2 separate regions of the Zea mays genome follow, and region 1 is linked to region 2. Evidence: chromatin contacts called from public Hi-C data. All regions are on one chromosome and are shown on one strand. Each heading gives the region's core, a stretch centred on a gene start, on an enhancer-like site or on the middle of the called end of the contact. The rest is flanking DNA. Distances are from core to core; before and after follow the strand shown. Region 1 holds the start of LOC103637721. Region 2 has its middle 69 kb from the start of LOC103637719.

The links. A called contact is a pair of places that touch in the nucleus more often than the background predicts.
Region 1: a Hi-C map of ear shows a contact between it and region 2, with 2.2 times the contacts expected there. The contact joins the promoter of LOC103637721 here to the enhancer-like site in region 2. A contact is called at or near these places in 2 of 25 Hi-C or Micro-C datasets (ear and tassel).

The regions. Positions count from the first base shown.
Region 1 is chr1:104,119,689-104,126,372 of Zm-B73-REFERENCE-NAM-5.0, forward strand. It overlaps LOC103637721, which reads left to right and starts at 2,764. Exons shown (of 2, transcript XM_020547163.2): 1 at 2,764-3,049; 2 at 3,127-4,378. The coding sequence starts at 2,808. The coding sequence ends at 4,192. It also overlaps a transcript of LOC100278967 not described here.
Region 2 is chr1:103,842,289-103,849,347 of Zm-B73-REFERENCE-NAM-5.0, forward strand. No RefSeq gene overlaps it. Among protein-coding and RNA genes, the nearest start is that of LOC103637719, 69 kb to the right of the region's middle. Within about 2 kb of position 4,928, at least 16 of the 20 cell types and tissues checked have an H3K27ac peak or open chromatin away from gene starts, as enhancers often do. A contact at or near this core is called in ear and tassel, where this site is marked.

The sequences.
Region 1 (6,684 bases), core at 1,514-4,013, 280 kb after region 2:
AATTAGGTCCTTGCCTCCGCCCGCCTGTCTTCGTATTCCTTCCTGCTCTGGCGTGGTGGATGGTGGGCATATGTAGGCAGGTCCTCCAGGTTCGTGCAGTTGCCATCAAGCAACCATTCTCCGCCTGTGCTCCCACCGGCCACCACCCGCGCTCTGACGTGATGGGTGGCTGGCGGTGGTGACCGTGGCCGGCGGCGTGGGCGGGGTGTTGCTATGGTCTTCGTCGGGGAGGTTGGCGGTGGTGATGTCCTGGTTGCTGGACAGACGCTTGTCCTCACCGCCATAGTTAGGGCGGATGAAGTTCTTCTGTGCGTGGGGGGGGGGGGGGGCACCCGCGTCTGCGTCTGGGTCGTCGCGTTCTTGCGCGAAGGGCGGATCTACTCGGGGAGGGGATGACCGCCACGAGCGGAGAGGATGCGTCATGTAGCCCGGCAGGTGCGCCGGCAGGGCTGCGCGGCCGGCCGAGATGGCGGTGGCGGGGCCCTCCTCTCTTTGGTGTCTTGGCGGCGTGGGGTGGCTCAAGCCTGCGGGTGTCACCTCTCCTGCGCCGCGTGGGGCTCGGTGTGGTCGTCTGCGGCGGCACTGGCAGTGGTCGGGCAGGCGCAGAGTGGCGGAGTGGCCGGCGGCAACTAGCTTCGGTAGTCGCATGTGCTAGGGCCGACGGCGACTGACGGCATCGACTCTGGCGCGTGGCTGTGTGACGCTTGCGGCAAGGTGCTACCTGGTTTTGTGTGCCCTGTTGGGGGGTGGCGACCGACGCAGCTTTGCGACTGCTGCGGACATGTGGCAGTTGACACGTCAACACCCCTCTCGTAGGGTTTGTGCGGATGTCAGGGCGGCGACGACGACGGAGGCTACATGTTTTGTCCCAAGGTCTTGGCCTGGCGAGGTGCTAGGGGACATCTTGGGCGAAATCCTCAGTGGTGGTGACGCCCGTGAGCATTGCTTCCCTGTTGAGGGTGTCACATTCCCTAGCACTGTCTTCCATGGGCAAAAGCCCGATCCATCTCGGACAGACGACGGTGGCGTCCCAGACGTCACTCCCTTCCTGAATGCGTCGCTATTGAAGTTCGTCTCGATCACGGCATCACCTTCGGTTGTTGCTTTCGCTTCTCGGCGTCCGGTATGCGGATGGAGGTGGGGTTTTGCAACATGAAGTTAAAGCTGTTGCGTCAGGAGATGTGGCTCGGCAACAATGACATGAGGCAAAACTCCCCTTTCTTCATGGACTGAATTGTTTCGGGGGTTGGGCATATGCCAGGGGCGGGGCGGGGCGGAGGATCATGCTCGTTGGTGTAGAATCGGAGCTGCCTCGCGTGGGGTGTGTTGAGGCTTGGCAACGACGCCGCACTGCGATCTTCCTCCTTCTGTTCCGGTGTTTGGGTGTTAGCGTCGTCGTGTTCCTTGGCCATGTGCGGCCCGTCTTGCGGAGTCGGAGTTGCCCATCCCTTGTGTTGAGCTCGGCAATGGTGACTTTGGATGGGTTTTGTGTGTGTGGATGCCGATGTCTAGGTTGTTTCTGTTTGTTGTTTGTGCACTCTGTGTAGGTTTTGGGCGTTTTCCTTAAAAAGTTAAAGTTGGGTCATTTCCATTCTTCTTAATTGAAAGGTACAGCTCCTGCCGTTATCGCTCAAAAAAAGAGTGAGATTGGGCACTTGAGAAAAACAAAAGGACTAATAGATCAGGCACCCTACAATTTTTTGGCACTAACATCATCGTTCTGCAATGCATTATCTCTGTAATCTCAAGGCAGTATACCCAATTGATAGCTGCACATATCTTCGCTCCTGATAATTTCTTAAAAGGAACAAAAAAACATTCTAGCTGACGAGGTTGGAAATTGCGAAGTGGCAGGACAGACTGACCTCTTGGTAACGAGGACAACGTCGATATGCTGGCGCTCGCCGGCGTCGGGGTCGGGGATGCGGAGACCGACGAAGCATCGACCGGCGTAGAGCTTCTCGAGCCTGGAAGGGGGAATCGGAACCGACGGTGGGGTCAGTAGGGTGGGTTTCTCTTGTCCATAAAGAGTCAGAGTGGGGGAAGGAGTGGAACCTGGAGGCGACGGCGAAGCAGAGATCGGAGTGGGAGGAGTCGAGGTCGGCGAGGTAGGAAGCGTCGTCGCCGCCGGCGAAGAAGACGCGTTGGATGATCTTGTAGACCACCAGGCCGCACAGGATTTCCACCCACATCGCGGCCGCCCTTTCTTTACCCTGCGAACTGCTGATGAACCCCAACGGCGGGGAAGGCGGAAGCGGAGTCGGTTTCGATCTCGACCTGAGACTGTCTTCAGCGGTTCCCCTAAATTTGTCCCCCTATATCCCACTCACGTGCCACGTCAGCAATCTCTCTCCCCCTATATATCCACGCTCTACAGCGGTTCCCCCTATAACAATCCTCTATACCCCACCACACCAATATTATATATTTTCATCATCAACTAACTCAACTACCATGAAATCTTTAAATTGTTATTATTTATTAATTGCTTAGTACACCGGCGAATTTTGGTCCACATGTAATTAGCGACCTTAATAATTACTATTCATACGTTAGTATAAATACGGTCCGAATTTATGTTTTTTAGAAATACAAATTTTCATTCTTCTAGTCCACGACACGACTGGCTTCCACGACACGACTGGCTTCTACCGGAAGCCACGACCGTCTGGCTTCCTTCACACACCTAGGGCACCTATAAATAAGGTACCCCTGGGCACATGCTCCATTCATCTACACACTCACCTCTTCTATATCATCCGCCATTCCTTAAGAAGTCCGTAGTACGACTCGTAGTTTAGGTCGTCATGGAGTCATTGAAAAGCCTTGTGTTCTCGTCGTCATCCGACGATTCCGACGATGAGATCGATACCTTGTTGCTTGCCCAACATGTTGAGCACCTTGTAGTAGGAGACACGAGCACGCGGCGTAGGCGCTCCTCATTGCCTCGCCGAGTTATCCATAGGGACCACGCTGCTGGAGAAAATCTCATCAAACATCACTACTTCGGACCTAATCCTGTGTATCCATCACATGTATTTCGTCGAAGGTACATTTCGTAAGTTATGATTTTACTTTCATTTCTAGGTTTGTTTTGTTAATTTTTTGCTTTATTATCGTGCACAGGTTTCGGATGCATCGTCCTTTGTTCCTACGTATCCTTCGTGCCGTTCAGCGAGAAGACGAATACTTCACTATTCGTTCTGATGCAACCGGTTTAGCAGGGCTTGGTCCATTGCAAAAGGTTTGTGCTGCATTGCGTATCCTTGCGTATGGGTTACCAACCGATGCGGTAGATGAGTACATACAGATTGGACAGACTACCGCTAGAGACTGCCTTATCCGTTTTTGTCGCGCAATCATCTCTTGCTTTAGCGAACGATACCTTCGTATCCCTAACCACGACGACATTGCTCGCATACTACGTGTAAACGCCGACAGGGGGTTTCCGGGTATGCTTGGCTCTATTGATTGTATGCATTGGGAATGGCGCAACTGTCCTACTGCATGGCGCGGACAGTTTTGTGGGCGCAATTCGAGGCCAACAATGATACTAGAGGCAGTCGCAGGGTACGATTTGTGGATTTGGCATGCCTTCTTTGGAATGCCTGGTACGAACAATGATCTCAACGTGCTTCATCGGTCACCTGTGTTTGATCCGTTACGTAACGGGACGATGCCACCAGTGCACTTCACTATTAATGGGACCACTTACAATTTCGGATACTACTTAGCAGATGGCATATATCCAAATTGGCCTACCTTTGTAAAAGCTATTCGCCACGCATTTGAGGAAAAAAAGGTTCACTTTACAACCAAGCAAGAGAGTTGTCGAAAAGACATTGAGCGAGCATTTGGAGTTTTGCAGGCAAGGTGGGCTGTTCTACGTGGACCCGCTTATGGTTGGGATCGTAATCACCTTGCAGACATGATGACTGCTTGCATTATTATGCACAACATGATTGTCGAGGACGAAGGAGATGGTGCAGCTAATGTGGACTTCATTGGCCCCTCTGGGCCACCAGAGCCGTGTAACAATACTCCTGAGGTCCGCAACGAGTGGCTGAACAATCATATCCGCTCAGAGTTACCAAACGATCCGGACCAGGATCTCACATGTCAGGCAACTTACTTGTCTTTACAGCACAACCTCATAGAACACCTCTGGGCTCGTCGAGGCTCCATGGGTTGATGCCTAGTTTCCAAAGGATGTGCTATACCAATGTTGTTCACTTTCAATTATGAAGTCAACGTTGTGTACCAGGACTAGATGTCGTATGTGCTATGTATGTCCCTGGTAGAGAAGTGATAGTTCCTTCTAAGTGTAATGCCTCTGGTACAAATTAGTTGCATAAGTTTCCAAACTTGAAGTCATGTATCAGAATCCTTATTATGAATATCAATTATGTGAAAATAAACAATGTTCAAAAACCAAGCTGATGAACTGAAACAACTAAGGAATTGTTCAACCACTCTAAAATAGACATGTCGAAACACAGACGACCACGGTTCGCCGATACAAAGGTGACAAACACCTTATGGAAAACAGTAGTACTCGTCACACAGGATTGTTGATGAAATATTCGATTAAACCTTTTCTCCTTGCGATGTAAACAGCTCTCAATTCTTCAGGTAAAGCATCCATGTCCATAGCATAAAGTTTGTTGAGCTCTTCGTCTTTTTGCTTCCTATCTTCCATCATCAATTTTTTTCCTGTACTTGTATTTCCTTGGATTGCACCTCCAACTTCTTCAGTTCAACTTCCTTCATGAACTCAATGTTCTGCTGCTTTTGGTCTGATTTTTCTTCACTTTGCTTGAATCTTGCTACTTGCATGTCATGGATTTTAGAAAGGTAGTCAGTAGACTGAGATGAAGTGGACATTGACTTCTTCCTTGAAGCTTTCGCGGAGTCACGTCCTAATGGTCTCTTCCCTCGTGAACCACCTTCATCATATTCAACTTCATTAACAGAGCCTGTAGGTGTAAGACTACGGGCAGGCTCCGTCCCCGCAGTGCCTCTCCAGGGGCTCCCATGAACCATGGCATCCCATTTCGGTTCGTTTTTAAGGCGCGTCCAGCAATGCATGAAATGAAATGGCTTTTTCTGTGAGGTTGCATAAAGAGTTGCAGCTTTCGATGTCTACACAAGAATGACAACCACACATGAGTCAACGTATACCAGTACGATTACAGATACATTGACATACAAAACTTATTCGAAATTAATATCAGTTTACCTTGTCGTTATCTGTGAGGCCACTCTGGTTTTCCCTTAGGACTCTTGCATAGAATCCAGCAAATTTTCCTGTTTCAGCTCTTATTTTGTCCCACCTGCTGCTGAGAGCCCTATTTAGCCTCAAAGGAAACTCACCTCTAAGTTCATTGTACCTTTTCTCAATTCTAGCCCACAAACCCTCCTTCCTCTGCCCTGTGCTAATAACTGGGTCACTACTAATCTCTAGCCATGTTTTGCAAAGCAACAGGTCTTCATCAGGTTTGAAGTTCTGTTCCTTTGTCCTCCTAAAAGTCCCAGGTGTATCAGAAGGTTTGGTAGGGCTGTTAACTTCCTGGACACTGTGTTCTGCTTCGGATTCAAAATTGACAGGGTCTGTCTGGTTTGGTACATGGGTGGAAACCTGAGGACATTGAATGGGTGGTACCAGCTGTGGTTGACCGAAAGATGTTTGTGTAGGAGGACCCCCAGGATTCGTCATTCCAAAATATGGGTTCCATGGACTACGGAAGGTATATAGAGAAGGGTCATTATGTCCCTGGGACCAGATAGGATTGGTCATATGGGATGTAGGATTACTAAACATAGAAGGCTGTGTTGGGTCCAAACCTTGGGGCTGCCACATCTGAGGATCCCACAGGGGTGGGGGGAAGATTTGGTTACCTGAATTGGGGCTGCCACCAGGTGGTCGAAAAGGTGTATTTGAGTTGTTCTCACCCATTCTGGAATCAAATACATAGATACATTAAGAAGGACAACAGATAACAAAGTTGGAGCATAAAATACTAACTCGAATTAATTGCACATTACGGTGACAGAAAATGATCATAAGGATGCACCCATTCGCATACATTCATTTAAAAGGATGAAGCATTCGACACAAGGTTCTTACAAATCGAACATTAGCTTGAAGCAGTCCTACATTGGTTACGCATGCATCACAGACATAACACAGAAGTTCCTAATTTATTTGGATGCATATGTGCCACTACGACAAAGGTCGAGGTACCACTCTTACAGGTTCCAAATGCTATACCTAGTGGACCTGTCCGAGTCGTAGGAGTCATTGTCACTGGGCTCGTACAATTCTGGTGAGGAAGGGGGGTGTAAGTGAATTGTCTAGGCCTTGTCTTTGCAGGCTCAGCAAGGTGAATTTGTTCCTCCATCCTCTCCTTCTCTGGGTCAGACCGTGCTTTGCTCTCCAGTGCATCCTGCTCCATCTTGTCTACCTCCTTACGAATAGCAAGAAGAGCATTGAGAAGGTAAGGCTCGTCACCCAAATGACGGAAAGCCTCTTCTAAAAACGTCCTAATATTGAAAGCACCAGTTTCCACAGAGGAAGCAAGAATGAGGACCAAGTTTTGCAGCACTTTGGCATCATGGCTGCTCATCTTGATTGGAATCCTCAAGTTGTTGCTCCTTGGCTAGACAAGGTGCATACATAAAAAA
Region 2 (7,059 bases), core at 3,678-6,177:
TTTCTAGGGAGATCCCTGGTGTCTTGGGCTTCAAAGAAACAAAACTCAGTGGCTCTTTCCACCGCCAAAACCGAGTATATTGCCGCAGGCCATTGTTGTGCGCAATTACTTTGGATGAGGCAAACCCTCAGGGACTATGGCTACAAATTGAGCAAAGTCCCTCTCCTATGTGACAATGAGAGTGCAATCCGCATGGCTTATGTTAGCACCAAAGAACAACTACCCGATATCTTTACCAAACCATTAGATAAGAAAACCTTTACCAAACTTAGGAATGAGCTAAACATTCTTGATTCTCGGAATTTTGATTGAAACATTGCACACATAGCTCATTTATATACCTTTGATCATATCTCTTTTATGTCTACGACTAATGTGTTTTCAAGTGTATTTCTATGCTAAGTCGTAGATTGAAAGGGAAAAGGAGTCTTCGGCGAAGACAAGGCTTCCACTTCACTCTATCATCATTATTTACCCTTCGCCGTCACTCCACATCACTCCAAATTAGTATAATCCTTCACTCATATTTTCTTATACCAATGGGGAGAAAGTAAAAATGGCTTTCGAAGTCTCCGTTTTTGGCGATTAATGCCAAAGGGGGAGAAAGTATTAGCCCAAAGCAAAAGGACCGCACCACCACTTAAATTGTGTTTTGAAAATTTATAGTGTGATTATTTTCAATTGGTATATTTAAAGATAGTTTTTCAAAATATTTCCAATTGGTATCTACTAAAACCCTCTTGAAAACTAAGAGGAGAATTTCAATTCAGGGGGAGTTTTGTTTAAAGTCAAAGGAAAAGCATTTGAAACAGGGGGAGAAATTTCACATCTTAAAAATGCTTCTTGCAACCTTGTTCATATACCTTTGACTATTTGCAAAAGACTTTGAAAAGATTTTCCAAAAGAATTTGCAAAACAAGTGGTGCAAATGTGGTCCAAAATGTTAAATATCAAATCAAACTTATATACTTAGAAATGCTTTCATTTCAAAATAACTTATGCACATCTGTCAAAATGCAAATTAGTTACATTTCTACACTTTATATTTGCTTTGGTTTGTGTTGGCATCAATCACCAAAAAGGGGGAGATTGAAAGGGAAATAGTCTCAATATTTCCTATATCGATTTTGGTGTTTGACGACCATCACAAACCTTGTGGACTAACTAGTTTGCTCAGTTGATCATTTCACAGGTGCATAAATTCATCTACAACTATTCTAAATCGATTGTCCAGAATACCGTAGATTATTCCGGATAGGAGAAGCTTTTTGGAAAAAACCACCTAAGCGCGGACAGATCGGGCCCTTGCGGCGGACCGTCCGCGACACTAGGGTGACCCTCGGACAGGAACACTGCATAAACGCAAGACAACATTACGGACCGTCCGATGGAGAAGCGAGCACAGTCCGAGACCAAGCACAGACCGTCCGGCTTCATGCGCGGACCGTGTGGTCGTGAAGAACCAGAAAAACCTGAAGGTGACGGGTTCGATCGGTAAAATGAATTTTAAGCGTCCTCGCAGACCGTCCGGGGTGCACGGCTGGACCATCCGTGATTGCGGTACCTGACATCTGATGACGCATTTAATGCATAGTAGCCGTTGATATAGCCGTTACTGCTGACCATTTCAATTTCAGCCGTTGATGTGCAGGGGCGGACCGTCCGGACCAAGGGCGCGGACCGTCCGCGGTCGGCAGGAAGGGAGCAACGGCTAGGAAGTGGTTGGGGGCTATAAATACAACCCCAACCACCTCCATTCACTTCATCCAAGCACTCCAATCCTTCACATTCAATACAAGAGCTAGCAATCCATTCAAAGACACAATCAAAGCTTCCAATCTCTCCAAGTTCCACAATTGAGACAAGTGATCATTAGTGATTAGTGACTTGAGAGAGAGAGTGATCTATGTGTTATTTGTCGCTCTTGTCGCTTGGATTTTGCAATCATGCTTTCTTCTTTTCCCATTCTTATTCTCAAGTGACTTGTAATCAAAGCAAGAAACACCAAGTGTGTGGTGGTCCTTGCGGGGTCTAAGTGACCCGTTTGATTAAGGAGAAAGCTCACTCGGTCTAAGTGACCGTTTGAGAGAGGGAAAGGGTTGAAAGAGACCTGGTCTTTGTGACCACCTCAACAGGGACTAGGTTCTTTGGAACTGAACCTCGGTAAAACAAATCATTGTGTTCATCTGCTTTATTTCTTGGTTGATTTGTTTTCCCTCTCTTTCGGACTCGGATTTAATTCTAACGCTAACCCCGGCTTGTAGTGTGTGCTTAAGTTTGTAAATTTCAGATTCCGCCTATCCACCCTCCCTCTAGGCGACTTTCACCTAACCACATGGATGTTGTCACCAACAAACTTCCCATCTACTAAGAATGTCGCTAGTCTGGTGGCAGTAGTTACTGCAATTCCAACTTTCAAATCTTTCTCCTTTGGAACTGGTGAGTTCTATGGTTCCTTTAGCACAGTGTATAAACTTCCTTTACCTTTCTTAACTATGACATACCAAGGATCACGTCTATACTGATCTCTTCTAACACTATAGGGGTAGCCCATCTAGGTTAGAAACTTAGAGTAAGAAAGAAAGGACTGTAGGCAAGGCATGTAATTACGAAGCACGTTACTTTTGGGGATTTATTAGCTAAGTGTGTTGCCTACTAAAGCTAATTCATTACCTTATGGTGGTACATGCTAAGATGCCCGTCTATACTATTTCAATCAATCAAAGAAGCAAATCAGGCATTGATCATCAGAACAATCAACCAACATTTTTAAATAAAGAAAATAATTTTAATTTTGTCTTAGGTTTCCTATTTCTTAAAAAGATCATAAGTGTAGGATTTCAAGGTGTGAAATACATCTTGTCTTAGAGTAGAAAAGATAAGAATGATCAGAGTAGAATAGTAGAAGGTGAGACAGGATCAAGATAAGTATAGAAAGAATCAGAGTAAGGTAAGTAGGTAAGGGTTTTGTCCATTTCTATCTAGGTTTTGTCCTACAGTCAACATTTTTCTCTGATACCACTTCTGTCACACCCGGTTTTAAGGGACAAAGCCGGGTGCATCTCATACATGCGCCAAAGAAGACAACACATATAATAACAGAGTGTATAGAGATAAATGTCACAATAATCAGAGTACTTATTATATAGCGGAAGACTTACAAAAATAAAAGATAACTATAACAGGATCTAAAATCCATCCTTGGCGCTAGAAAGTCAACTGGGAGACGCCACCTAGATCGAATCGAACTCCTCGATGTGTGACTCCACTTGAACAACATGTTCTTCTCCTGTGGGGGGTGTGAGACAGCAAGGGTGAGCTCACACATGTTCATCGCTCAACAAGTTGTGGGGCATAATGTGCATGAACTCACCAAAGGTGTGAGTTCATGTGAAGTGTAAGGCAAATCAATGTAATAAAGGCTGAAGCTGAGCATTGCTTTTATATCTTGGTCAAAATTTTATTAGCAGTTACTAAGTGTAAGTAAATACCAAACCATAATAATAATAAGTAAAAGTAATAATAAAATAATCCTAGATGCAATGCAAATGAAAAATTGAATTTAAGTTCCATAAGTTAATCAAGTGAGTGTCCGAGCCGCTCATGACCGTGAGCACGGCTAGTATACCAGTTTTACACTCTGCAGAGGTTGCGCATCTTTACCCACAAGTTGTGTTACCCATTTGCCACAGAGTTGATCAGACCCCATACACCTCTACCAAGGAAGCGAGGCAGGGTACCACTACGAGGCCTTTACAAAGTTCCACTAGCTTCAGAAAACCGCTACAGTTTATAGGAAGCTCCAGTGCAGGAATCCCTCGCATGACCGCCATCGCAGCAAAATCAACCCAAGGACCTCCCTACACTGACCACTCCCCTACTGCCCTTGCCCCTTTCGGGTAAGGTAGTCATCCACTAGCTTTCCTAGTTAATCAGCCAAGGGCGTCCCATTAAACCCTTGTGGTAGCACTGTTTTCCCGTGTGGTTCTCCATGTTCCCATTAACATAATGATCTTTCCATGAACAGTAAATAATAAACAGATAATAAAAAAGTATTAAAATGAGTAGTGAATATCTCTATACCCAAAGCCACATAAAGCAATAGCATGTACTACCCAAAAATTTAGTAGTAAAACCAGTGGTGAAACAAGGTATAAAGATAGTCAAAATCTAGGGTAACCTATTGGGTCACATCAAAATTAACCTATGCAGATCATTATGATTAATAAGAACATGACTGGGTAAAAAGGAAGTGATCAAGGGCACAACTTGCCTTCAACGAGGTCCTACTCAGCAGTCTCTACCAGCTGAACCTCAGGAACCTCTATGACTTGCTCGTCTACTCGCATCAACACAATACATACATAGTATAGCAAAAATTAACATCACACTAAACATGTAAATAAAATACACAATAATAATCTACACATTAAAATAAGATCATAAGAACTGGGATCATTAAATTTGGAGTTATAGATTTTTAGTTGTGACTTTCCATAGATTTTATGTATTTAATACCAGATTATGTAATAGATAAATTTTACTGAGTCTTTCATGCCAAAACAGAGGCACTAATGGATGAACAATAATATTACAAAAAATTTAGGAACTAGAATGGACCAATTTGGAGTTCATAAGAATTTTTTACAAATTAAACAAGTTTCTGCAATTAAATATGTACGAAAAACTATTTTCTAAATAATTTTCCTGGTTTTATCAATTATCTGGACTGGGCCTCAAATACAGAGAAGTGCAGGGGGCAAAACCGAAGTCTTCCCAAGACACAGACCACTGGCGCTTGGAGTGCGGGTTAATTCCTAAGAAACCCAGGGGCTCTTAAGAAAATGTGCCAGGGCCGAAGAGGTATCGAGGGTTTTCAGCCGCACAATCAAGATTCTAGGGCCTGGATGAGATCTAGCCTTTTAATGAATCGGTACGCGCTGGGGATCGTCGATTACGCCTTCTACGGTCATGATTTTATGAGACGAAAGGGTACGCCTAATCAAATCATGGCCACCCAAATCTAATCTGACGCTCAGTATTTAATTTGTCAAGATCTAATCCTAGCCGTTTGCTAGGGGATCAACGGCCATCGTCCCATCATCTACCCCACGCCTGCAGCCGAACTCCCCACGGCGGCGCGCGCAGAACGCGACGGCGCCATTGCCGTGAACATCGACCCCGCCTTCTACTACCCCACTGCGAACACGACTTCGTTCAAATTAAAGGGGAGGAAAAGGTGAATGCGTCGGTGGATTCCTTACCGGTAGATAAGGGGGGTAGATGAGTTAGCCACGGTGCCCCAATGTTCGGCGGTGGAAGATTTCTCCGATGAGAAATTGCCCATGCTTGGCCGGCTTCCCAAGCCCAGTAACTCCCCGCATGCACTTCACACCCGACGATGAAGTCACGGGTCCAAACACCCAGTGGAGAGTCGACGCGGACGGAGGTCACCAGCAGTGGGTGATCGATCCTGCGGCGGCGGCAGATCTCCCTCCACCCTTCTGCTTTCTCTCCACGGCACAACGTTCTCAATGGTGTAGATGAGGGATGTTGTGCGGGGTCGGGGATCTTCTCCCCCCTTTTATGGACGCAGGGCACAAGTCAGCCAGCTGCCCGCCGAATCTGTGATGTTGGTTGGGATTCGGCGAGGAAGACGGAGCATGGGCTGACCGGACGGTCCCACCATGCAGTTGCAGTCGTGCGCGCCGATAGCGAAGTCCCGACTGACCCACGGGTCCCGCCTAGAAGTGACACAGCTAAGTACGCGCGCGGTTACGAGTGGCCTACACGGAGGACCCACCTGTCGGCGCCGAGAGCCCAAGGCGCGCACGTGATTGCGTCATGCAGTCGAGCCCACACGGCAGAGAGTGAAAACGCATCCCCTGGACAACGTAGGCCGGTGACGCAGGGGTTCAGGTTAGGCTGAAAATGGCGTCCCGGCCCAGTAAGCTCCCTATTCGTTTTTTTCTTTTTATTTTTCTTTTATTTTTTTCACTTTCCTTTCTTTTGCTTTCAAATTTAAATTCCAATTTCAAATCCAAACTTCCTAGTACATTTATTTTCTCATAAAATGTACATCTTAAACATGGTATGAGGGAGTTTTACTTATTTATTTATTTCGATGTCTATTTTGTGGTACTAGTGCTCTTCTCCTCTAATCCCCAAAATTCAAATTTAAGTCTTACTTCCAATTTGGGTATTAATATATTCCTTTTTTACTTTATTTTTATGTTATCACAGAATGCACACAAAATAAAACCTCAGCATGATGCATATTCCATTTTTGTATCATTTGTTTTAATTCATCTCTCTTAATTAAAGGTATGCTCTTTTAAGATGAACATATGGCACATAAAATAAGGAGATCGACTATACTCTCTTGAATACATTTTTTTGGGTTTTACAGGGATCCCAAGCAACATACCAAGACATAGAATAGACATTTCCAAGTGATCATACACCCAAGTGCTTAATAGAATCACTCGGTGATTAGCGTAGGTGCTTTGCGAAGTGCTTAGGTAAGTTAGACCGCTTTAGCGCTTGCTCTAGATGAATCCTAGTTAATTGAGTGAGTTTAGAAAAACCACACAACCCTCGGCTCTTGCGAGAGACGTTGTAATTGTACCGAGTGGGGTGAGAGTCTTGCGAGACTATGACAACCGCGTTTGTGTCACGGCCACCACCGTGTACCGAAGCGAACGAGGCTCGTGGCATTTTCGGCCGGAAGCTCAATAGTGGAGACAGAGGGGAGCGTCCGAGAGCAGCCGGAAGCGAAGCACCACTTGCGCGTGGAGAAGGCCTGTGGCTCTCTACGGAGTTACTCGGCCGTGGTGCTTGGCCCTCGCGTGGGCTTCCCTTTGCGTAGGGGCACCAACGAGGATTAGTCAGGACCTTGCGTGGTTCCGGATACCTCGGTAAAAATATCGGCGTCATCCACGAGAGTTTGCATCTCTACCTTGCTCTTTAAGCTTCCACATTTATATTAAGCACTTAAGTTTCAACCTTGTCTTTATACTTAGATTATTTAGGATTGAAACTTAGACATTGTAGTAGAGA